2 separate regions of the Oryctolagus cuniculus genome follow, and region 1 is linked to region 2. A link is a contact called in public Hi-C data. All regions are on one chromosome and are shown on one strand. Each heading gives the region's core, a stretch centred on a gene start, on an enhancer-like site or on the middle of the called end of the contact. The rest is flanking DNA. Distances are from core to core; before and after follow the strand shown.

Region 1 (5,415 bases), core at 923-3,422, 47 kb after region 2:
GGGACCATTTTAAGATGACCTGAAACAAACTATTTTTCACAACTATAGACAGCCTAAACCAGAGTGTTCTCCTTCATACAAAGAAGTCTAAAATTAAATTTAATTACCTTTTAAAATGATTAATTTTATTAAATGAGTGATCAAATAATAATATACATATAATTATTTCTATTTCTCATTTTTCTATTTCCTGGTTGATGTTTTAAGTCTTTTCAAATTAAGATGTGCTATTGAGTGATAACTTTCAGGTCTCATTTTTTAAATAATAAATCATTCACCCACAATATTTAAGCATCTTAAATATACAACAGAGCCAACTACCTCAGAAAACTCAGGGCACTAAATGCTGCTATTTGAGCATGACTTTTTATTAATGTCCCTAAACTCCAAACTTCAGTGTAGATTTTTTTCTATTGACTCCAACATCCAAAAAAGTTAACATTTTGTGTAAACTAACCCTAACAGAAACATTAAAAACAATCCCACAAACACAAGTTTGAAACACTTCATCACCAAAGAACTCTCTCACATTTACCCTCAATCTATATTCTTACAACATCTTTGGAACAAAGAACCTGAAGAGCAAGGTCCTTTGTCAAAGCCATGTAACCAGCCCTGGGAGGTGGGTCCTCCCAGTTCACAGAGGCACACATGACCTTGGGCCCCAGACTCATCCACCCCAGAACCATGAACTCCAAAAGGCCCACAAGGCTTCATTAGACATCATCAGAACACCTAGTGAAGCCACTCAACAGCAAACGCATCTCCTGCTGCTAATCAATTCTGAGACCTAGGCACCCATGGAGAACCCTTTAGCACTGTGTAAGCTCACGGATGGGATTTTTAGCTTAAATGTCGCCAAAGTGGGAGGCAGTTTCTGCAGCTCAAATAGTGGTGACAACTCCTGGCACGGTCTACGAGTGTCTTTTGACTGCGATCCTGTATTGGACATCTGTTTCCCTCCAACACGTGGTATCTGCTCCTCTCAAAATCATTAAGGAAATACACAGGCTTTACTGGGGGGGGGGGGGGGGGGGGGGCTGGAGAACTGTTGAAGAACTCAAATCCTTTTAAGCAAAAATTTTGGAAAAACATACCAAGGGTGGGTTTTTTATTATTTTTTGTTTGTTTGTTTTTAACTCTGAGTGCCATTTTCCAAACACTGCATGGCTGACATTCGCAAACTTTCACAGGGAGACAGCAGGCGGTGTCCCGCAAGTCAGCCACCTTTTCAGTCCAACAGGCATCCAGGTGTGGCAGAAAAGTGGGGGACCCAGAAAGAATTAGCACTACTTTCTAGACCCCGTGGGGGACACCCCGATTCACTTCTCGGGTTCCTCTTATGAAAAATGCCTGGATTCCGTCTCCAACTATGTCCTCGCAGTTCTAAAACCTGTCCCTGCCCGAAGTCCGTGGCCGGGCTGTGAAACTTACTCTGGTGTCTTGGGGACTACCAACTCTGACGGCGGCGTTCTGGCGAGCAACCTGGCAGGTCGCACGGTGGCAGGTCGGGGTTGGGGGGGAGCCCACCTCACTGACCCAGGGTCACTGCAAACTTCTCCGGGCTGACCTACGGTGCCGCGGCGTCGGCACAGCGTGGTGAGGCCGGACCACCCCCTCAGGGGCTTAGTCCCCAGTCCGGCCCCGCTGCCCCGGGGGCGCTGCAAGGCCTTCACGCGTCCTCGGACCCAAACACTCTTTCCTTCGCCGCAAGCTCTTCCCCGCCCCTTCCTGGGACCTCAAAAGGGCGCTGAATCCTGTTCTTGCGGTCGGGACTGGGGGGCACCAGCGGCGGCCGCAGAGGAGGTCAGGCCTTCGGGTTTCACACCCCAACCCAACCACGGAACGTCCCGTGACAGGACCGCCCCGGCGGCCGGGCGCGAGAGGCAGGCGGCCGGGGCAGGGCCGGAGGGAGGAGGCAGAAGGTCCTTACCCACTGCAAGGCTGGCAGCTGCTGGCCGCGGCCGCTGGCTCCAGTATCGGAGGCCGGAGGCGGCTCCTCGGAGCCATAAGGAGGCTGCCATGCTGCCCCCGCCCCGCCTCCCGCGGCGACCTCCGCCACCTCCCGGCGGGACCCACTGACTGCGAGTATGCGCAGCGGAGCAGGCGGACACGGCCGCGGCGTGGGAGCGCGCACGCACGCGCCCTTGCCTCTCAGAGCGGGCGCCCGCCCGCGATGGGAGGGGCGCAGCGTCGAGGGGTGCGGCCCGGCTGGACAGGGTCCGTCAATCCCCTTACGGACAGAGGAGCTAGCCAATCAGAGCTTCCAAGTCCGCTGCGGCTTCGCGTAACACCAATAGGAGGCACATAGCCCCGCCCCCAGGTTTCCTCCTGGTTTACAGCCTGCGGGCGGGAATGTCCTTGTTTACGATAATGAGGAGGGTGTGTGGGAGGCCGTGGCTGTCGCTCTCTGCCGCCTGCAGGTAGCACCTGCTTCTGCGGAACCGCCCCTTCCGACGGGGTTGTCAAGACGTGTAGTTCCTTATAGTTAGATACTGAAGAGATTTTTAAGCAAGAGCCGAAATCCCCAGCCTTTCCAGTATAGGGATACAGTTTTACTTCAATAACACACTGATCTCCTAATGTTAGCTTTCTGTTTTTAGTATCTACTCTTTGGAAAGCCATCACAGAAATCTACCAATAATTTTTCACGTCATTTGATTGTATTTAACACTTTCTCAACAAATTTGAAAAAGAGTAGGAAGACGAATTGGTAATGTTCTTTTTGAAGAGTAGAATTATTAGGAACTTACATTGTTCCAAGAAATTTTTAAAATCCTCGATCCTACAACCATGTTCTAAGCAAAGACTAAAGGGAAAGCAAAGATGAGAAGTGGCTTCTACCCCTGGTGGGGGGGACAACCACCTACCCCCAAATTCATTTTATTTAGTTGTATTCACTTGCCTAGGGTTGTACTCTCTAAACCTCTTAATCTAAGTAGCAGAATCAACAGATTTGACTTTGACATTGTTTTAGTTCCTCTGCCCAGTCACCCGTGCAGTTGGAGGCAGCTAAAGAGAGAGCAAAAATACTGGATAATTTCCAAGCAGGCTCTCTCAGGGCTCTGTGCATGCTAGCAGTGTTTCCAGGAACTGGTACAGAGTGCAAGGTCGTCTCTGTAACTGGCAGGACCACAATTCCCTTTCCTGGCTGTCTCCCCGCCCTAGCCCTCTACCCCACACCAAACTACTAAAGGAAGGAAAGTGGAGAAGGAAGGTAGGAAAAACTAATTTCAGGTATGGGAGTTTCCTGGAATTGAGTCCTGGCTCCTAGACAACCCATTAGTTTTTTTTTTTTTTTCTTTTTTTCTTTTTTTCTTTTTTTACAGGCAGAGTGGACAGTGAGAGAGAGAGACAGAGAGAAAGGTCTTCCTTTGCCGTTGGTTCACCCTCCAATGGCCGCCACGGCCGGCACGCTGCGGCCAACGCACCACGCAGCACAGCCACGATGGCAGGAGCCAGGTGCTTCTCCTGGTCTCCCATGGGGTGCAGGGCCCAAGCACTTGGGCCATCCTCCACTGCACTCCCGGGCCACAGCAGAGAGCTGGCCTGGAAGAGGGGCAACCGGGACAGAATCCGGCGCCCCAACTGGTACTAGAACCCTGTGTGCCGGCGCCGCGAGGGGGAGGATTAGCCTAGTGAGCCGGCCCCCATTAGTTGCTGGAGCATTTTCCTACCTGTTTCTCTTTTTTGGGTTTCTTTAGCCTGTGTCTGGAATAGACCCTCCTGCAACCAATAAACGCTGCCCTATAGATTTCTGTGATTAACTGCTGAACTGCCCCATGCCTTCCAACAACGCCGGCCTACGTGGCAGAGCTGTTTACAACGCAAGACAGCACACCAGTTGATCGCTGCTGCTCCTAGGGTTTATATCTAATCAGATTGCTTTTGTCAGTTTTATTGTGAGCTACTGTTTTTTTGTTTCTTTGTGGGTTGTTTATAGGGCTCTTTTCTTGAAAATGAGCATTTCTTTACAAAAGGCTGGCTCCTCTGAATGGCGATCTAAGACTAAGGCAGAAAGGGGGGACCGGCTCAGCAAGAGCAGGCAGAGCTCAAGCTGGCCCTGAAGTCTTTTTTGCTTTGCTTCTGTTTCATTTTATTGTAGGTTTTTTTTTTTTTTTGATACATGATGGTAGAGTGGTATTGAAAGTTTATTTTGCTCAGCTGTGATCAGAGGATAAGTCATAAGTCTCCCTATACCATGCAGACTGCTATCCCCTCTTTTTTCTTTCTTTCTTTTTTTTTTAATTTGACAGGTAGAGTTAGACAGTGAGAGAGAGAGACAGGTCCTCCCTCCGCTGGGTCACCCCCCAAATGGCCACTACGGCCGGAGCTACGCCGATCCAAAGCCAACAGTGAGGCACTTCCTCCTGGTCTCCCATGCGGGTGTAGAGGCCCAAGCACCCGGGCCATCCTCTACTGCCCTCCCGGGCCACAGCAGAGAGCTGGACTGGAAGAGGAGCAGCCGGGACTAGAACCCGGCACCCATATGGGATGCTGGAGCCTCAGGCAGAGGATTAGCCAAGTGAGCCATGGCGCAGGCCGCTACTATCCCCTCTTGGAAGCCCAATATTGAGTCACACATTGAGAAATTTTCATAGGTTTCTGATAAGCATGTATTTTTTTTTAGCAACTCTTACTGTTTGAAGACACTTGAATCTATTATTGTATTCACAACAGCTGTTATTATGTGTGACCAGCTTTGCCTTCCAGATACCATTGTATGAAAGTTTGCAACTTCTCCCTAAGTCTTGCCACACATTTTTGTTTGGAATTGGGTTTCAGTGCATTTTAATGGCCTTTGACTTCCACTTCCAGGAAGATAGAGTAGATGTATTTTCCCCTACTCCCCCTACTTATCACAATTAAACACTTGGACATTAAGTATAAAATAAATAAGAAGACTCTGAGGGATCAGCATTGTGATCTAGTGGGTTAAGCTGCCACCTGCGATGCCAGCATCCCATATGAATGCTGGTTGGAGTCCTGGTTGCTCCACTTCTGATCCAGCTCCCTGTTAATGCACCTAGAAAGGCAGCAGGAGATGGTTCAAGTGCTTGGGCCCCTGCCATCAACGTGGGAGACCCTGATGGAGTTCCAGGTTCTGGATTATGCCTGGCCCAGCCCTGCACATTGTAGGCACTTGGGGAATGAAACAGCAGATGGAAGATCTGTCTCTCTGTCTCTTCTCTCTGTAACTACCTCTAAAATAAATCAAATAAACCTTTAAAAGAAGAAGAAGACAATGACAAGGTGGAAAGCAGTCATACCAGCTGGGGACTTCAGGACCCGAAGAGGAACACTGTGGTAAACCTTGGGTCTTCACTGAGCCTTTTCTATCCCAGACTGGGTGTTAGAGACGCTGAAAACCAGAAACCTGAAAGTGCCAAGGGGTGTAGACAAAACATGTTCAAT
Region 2 (5,339 bases), core at 1,596-4,095:
ACCACACCACGCCACTCAAATGTCCTGTGTTGAAAGCTGTTGGGACAATCTTCTTTTAATAATAGCGCTGCAGGATTGTATAAATATGTTGAGAGGAATTAATAGTACTGACAAGATGAAAATCATCAATTCCCAACATATAACCCTCCCAATAAAGCATAAAACAATAGTTGTAACGTCAAAGGAGAACTGAATGGTGTATTTTATTGTTAAACAAGAAGCTTAATAGGCTGTTGGTTTTAAGTCTTAATGCGAAATACTATTAAGGTGCTAAAAAATTGTATCACTGATAATCTTGCAAATTGAAATTCTCACCGATTTTCTGTAAAAGCCAATCTTCTATATTTAAAAAACTATAAAAGTATATTTATTTAATTAAGTAACTCTGGAAAATCTTTAAAGCACAAGTTAAAAGAGAAATCATGTGAAGCTGTCCTGTGTGCTCACAGTATCACTAGATAGCTAAATAGGACACTCTGGTTCCTCTTCATATCCGAACTGCTAAAAGAACTACAAAGGAAATTATTTAACAAGGTTAAAACTTCTGGTTTTCACTTATTTTTCCACATTTTCTTGCCCCATGTGTTCCTCTAGCTGACTATATCAAAGCACTTAAAACCAAAAACATAACTGTTTTAAATTACCTATTGTACTGTTTTTAGTTCGCTGATCATTCTTTCCATATTTTGATGGGGGTATGTCATTGAATGATAATATCAATAGAGAATGAAAAAGTATCTCTGTTGATTTTTTTTTAAATAAAACAACCCAAAGCCTTTTCTTTATTCTAGCAAGCCAAAGCAATTCTAAACTTGAAGGTACTACCATAATATCTGGAAATCCCTCTACCTTAAATCAGGTGTCTTCTTGCTAAATCAGGCTACCTTATATTATCTGTTTGTTGTCATGCTATCCTTTTCTAAGTAAGCCTCAACTTCCTCCCTGAAAAGTGAGAAAATATATAATTTACATTTCATGGGGATGCTGTAAGGATTACATATGTTAAAATACACAAATTGCCCAATAGAACAGTCATGACACACAAAAGGTACTAATAAATATCAGTTGCCAGCTTATAGAAAATTCTGTATTATGAAACATTTTCTAAGGTGATTAAAGTAATATTTTGAATCTACTCATTGACCAGGTTGTGTACATTTTTATGCTTTCCACTCTTAGCTCTCAGATTTTTCAAGGAAGAGGGGCTGAGGAGGGAAGCAGCAAGCAAAAAGCCGCATCAGAAACAACACAGTTGTTGCTCTTTCTTTTAAATATCTTTCTAATAAAACCTGATTTTTAATCCTTCTTGTTACTTATTTTTCCCAGAAATATAAAAATTTTCTCTCATTCTTTGTATTTTAGAATCCATATCTAAAACTAAGCAGATCTACTCTGTCCAAACCACTGTTAAACATGGGTATATTTGCTGTTGAACAATTTTCACTATCAGACCTCAGGTCTCTTAAAGAGATTACTGACAACTATGCACTCCTTCACAATTATGAGTTACAAGACTTGAAGGTTTCAAGTTGGTCAGTGTTCTACACAAACACTTTCTCATCCTTTACTCTCATTCCTACCATGCTTCTTAAGCCAGAGAATCTGCTCCCAACTAAACTCTTCTCAAGGTAGTTTGCTTGTCAACAAACCCCAGTGCCTCCCAACACCCACCCTAAGGGACTCCCAGCCTTGTTTATGCGGGAATTGCAAACAATGCACTTCCCACTGCCACATAATTACATCAGCTGCAGCCAGGCCAGAGTGCTAGGCTTTTTCCCCTTCTTTCTTTCTTCTCCCTAGCAAACCCCCCACACCCCTTTTCATTTAAATTACTTTTTTTTTAATTTAAAAGCTTCTGGATGTTTTATTACCTTGGCAGCTTAAACTTTTTCTCTGGATTCACTAAAAAGGTAAGTTTAAACAATTTTTGTCAGGTTAATGTCTTTTTTTTTTTTTTTAAACACACGTATGGGACAACCAGAATCTACAGTGTTAGGTCAGGATGATGATGTGGTATTCTATCACGGGAACGCATGCTGGGGACAATTTCACTGCTTTCTGTAACTTAAACATACAAAAAACAAAAATGTTACTTTCTATGGGGTTACACTGGTTGTGCTCCAAACATTTCTATCAGCAGTTACATCACATGTGATCCTAAAGGATGTAAGAGGGTTTAATGTTTGGTTTTGTTGTTTTCATTCTTTATGCTTATTCATACAGTATTATTCATGCAGATAAATATTAATATATATGTATTATTCATGCAGATATAGAAAGTCATTGTTTCCTTGCCTAAATATCTACAGAAAGTTACTAAAAATATTTAATTTAAAAAAATCTAATGTTGAACATACTATAAAGCCAATGTCAGCATTTCACGGAAAGCCACACTGTCTCCTAGTCAGTTTAGTTGTTTTTTTAATTTCAGATATCTGAAAACCAATTAAGCGTGATAACCTTTGTTAATAAAATTTATAAATAAACTCATCTCCCCAAAACCTGACTTTCAAGAAAATTTCACTGAACATTTTTATCTAAAGTCAAGTCAAATAAGTTATATATATTCCATCTAAAATCAAATGCATTAAATACATTCCAGGGATGTTCTTTAAAAATAAAATATGCAAAGCCTCCCTGACTTATAAAAGATACAAATAATTAAGAATCATTTTAAATTTTAAAACATTTCCACCTATGAGTCTCCTGAAGTATGAGTAAATGGTTTTAATGCTTAACACTGACTTTCTGCTTTCTTTCCCCTTCTTATCCTAGATACCCTCCCAAATGTCCCCACCAACACATACATAAAATAGAGCATTTAGGCGTATTTTAGTACATCCCCCCTCCTCCTCCACTTAGACAGTCTTGCCTTTTATATCTAGGTGGAGGTTCCCATGGCAACACTCACTTACACCAATACTATTTCCAACTGAAATGAGAGAAGCCAAAATTGCAATGCTTCATTACCAAAGAACACATACTCTAATACATAAGGATTTTTTTCCTAATGACTATTATTTTTAATGAAAAAAGTATATTTCTGGAATCTCAAAAAAATAATTATTTAATATTATAGAAACAACTGGAAAATATTGTCATTATAGTCATTTATATATGCATATCATTACATGAGATTTGCATGTGTTTACTCTTATGACATAAAACTGATGCCTAGCCAAGAAGCTTGCTTCAATTATAATTATGAATAGGAAGTGTAATTTTTACTAATCCAGTTTACTGTATCAAATTTGATTTTTTCAAATGTTGGCTCCCTAGCTCACAAAAACCCTGGTGAGAAATTCTAACACAACAAGCCAAGAAACAATTCATGGACCGCAGGAGGCAATTCCAGAACACAGGCATAATCTATAAAGAGAAACCACTACAGCTTTTTGATGTTAAATAAGTAGAAATATTAGCATACAACAAAGCTAAGAAGGAGGCTGTTGTATCAAGTTTAAAAGTAAAATATTCAGGGTCAAATGTCATGAGTACCTTTGTCTAGACTACTTTCAAATGTGAAACCCTCCTAATTTTTAAAACAAAAAAGGCCTCTCTTGTGATACTGTTGGGTGTATATATGTAATTTTAGTACAATTCGTATCTATTCAAGTAATTCAAAATAGAAGGGAGAGAGTAGGTTCATTCTGTTTTTAAGTGAGAACAACAAGGAGGGAGGTCAAACCCTGACTTTGAAAACATTTTCAATCCTTAAACATACTGTGCACATTAAGAAGCTTCAGAGAGGAGGCAAGAGTAAAAAATGAGTAGCACTGCATAAAGCTTTTTGATAAACGACCAAAGCTAAGCATTAAACATCTCTCTGCTTGGTGAATACATTTTTTAAACGAATAAAAATCAATAGAATGTACACTGAACCTTACTTATTCTGACAACCTATCAGCATCTGGATACTTACATTAAATAATTTAATTGTTTCTGCTAGAGTGTATTAACTTATATTTGTGGGCTCATAAAAACACAACATGAATATGTATTTTAATTCTTAAAATCTTTTATAAAATTTATAATGAGCTTTTTGTTTTGTTTTTGCTTTTACATTATCACTGGTTTAAAACGAGCTGATTCAAAAACACTATAAAGACTCCCTGAAAACCAGTACAGGAAACTCAAGAATTTACTTTCCCAAAAGCAGCTTTTAAGACATGAACGTGAACTGCCTAATGAATCTCATAGTCAGGCTTGTGAAAAGGACTGACTTACACCTTTCAAAGTCTTTCCTTCTTTTTAAAATTTCCCATACAGTGAAACCTGTGGACACTTTTTTTTTTAACAAGGGAAGGCGTGGGTGAGTGTGGGAGGGGGCACAGCAGCAGTAGGGGGTTTCGAAATATTTGTCAAGATTTTTATAAGGCTGTAGCCCCTCTTTCAGTGTCTAGGTAAGAAAAGCAAAAAAGTCACTAACTGTTAAGTTTTAAGTTTACTTATAAAAAAAGAAAAAGGCAATCTGTTGCAAATGTTCATTTTAATTTACCTTCATTTCACTATAAATAACCTAAAAACAAATATTTGCAGAGCTCAAAAATCTTTTCAATTCTCTGGAGACATTTACTCAACCTTGTCATTTGGGTGTATTTTTAATCCAACTTCAAAAGCAGTGTCTAGAAAAAGTATTTTGTCCTCTCTCAACAATAAAAAAATGTATTTTAAAACTCTTTTATCACAAGCAGGTTTGGATGCAATGCCACCTGGTGGCACAGATAAACTCTTAACAGCTGAGCAATCATGCTGTTCGAAGTATCAACCACTCGTTCTGATTACTCTTCCTCCTTCTCAAAATATTCATCCCATAGTTTAACAATGAATAATTTTTATTTTAAAATTTAAAGATTTTTCTAACCAATTAATGGCACATATGCACATGGAAATTTCCTCAGCGCTTAAATGTCATGAAAGAAGCAAAACACTTTTTCATAAACCAAAACAACTGGACCAAAGCTTTAATTTTTAAAAGACGAAATACTTTAGAGGGAGGGGATAGGGACGGAGTAACTGGTTGCTTTGTAAAATTACACTGTATAATTAATTCCATGGTAAGAATGTTTTTATGGTGTGTTTTGGTGACCTTTTATTACCATCAAGTTCACAATGCTGGTGGGCTGCCTTTTAATCCCTCCGCAGACAAAGGCCCTAAATAAACACAGATCCCTTCCTGGGAAAAAGTCCACTCTGGTTAAATGGTAAGGAAATGAGTAAATCATTAGTAATCTTTAAAGCCAAAGCTATAAACTCAAGTTACCTTAAGTTGAAATGAAAGTGTCCTGCAAGAGTTTCAAAGTTCTGTCACAGATAGAAATCTCCAGCTCTTGACTCCA

Evidence for each region. Hi-C and Micro-C count contacts between places; a contact is called where the count stands out from the background.
Region 1: a Hi-C map of liver shows a contact between it and region 2, with 3 times the contacts expected there. The contact joins the promoter of HIBADH here to the enhancer-like site in region 2.

The regions. Positions count from the first base shown.
Region 1 is chr16:19,245,876-19,251,290 of mOryCun1.1, forward strand. It overlaps HIBADH (3-hydroxyisobutyrate dehydrogenase), which reads right to left and starts at 2,173. Exons shown (of 8, transcript XM_002713730.5): 1 at 1,934-2,173. The coding sequence starts at 2,024.
Region 2 is chr16:19,198,551-19,203,889 of mOryCun1.1, forward strand. All of the region lies in intron 4 of HIBADH (3-hydroxyisobutyrate dehydrogenase), which reads right to left. Among named protein-coding and RNA genes, the nearest start is that of HIBADH, 47 kb to the right of the region's middle. Within about 2 kb of position 2,846, at least 2 of the 8 cell types and tissues checked have an H3K27ac peak or open chromatin away from gene starts, as enhancers often do.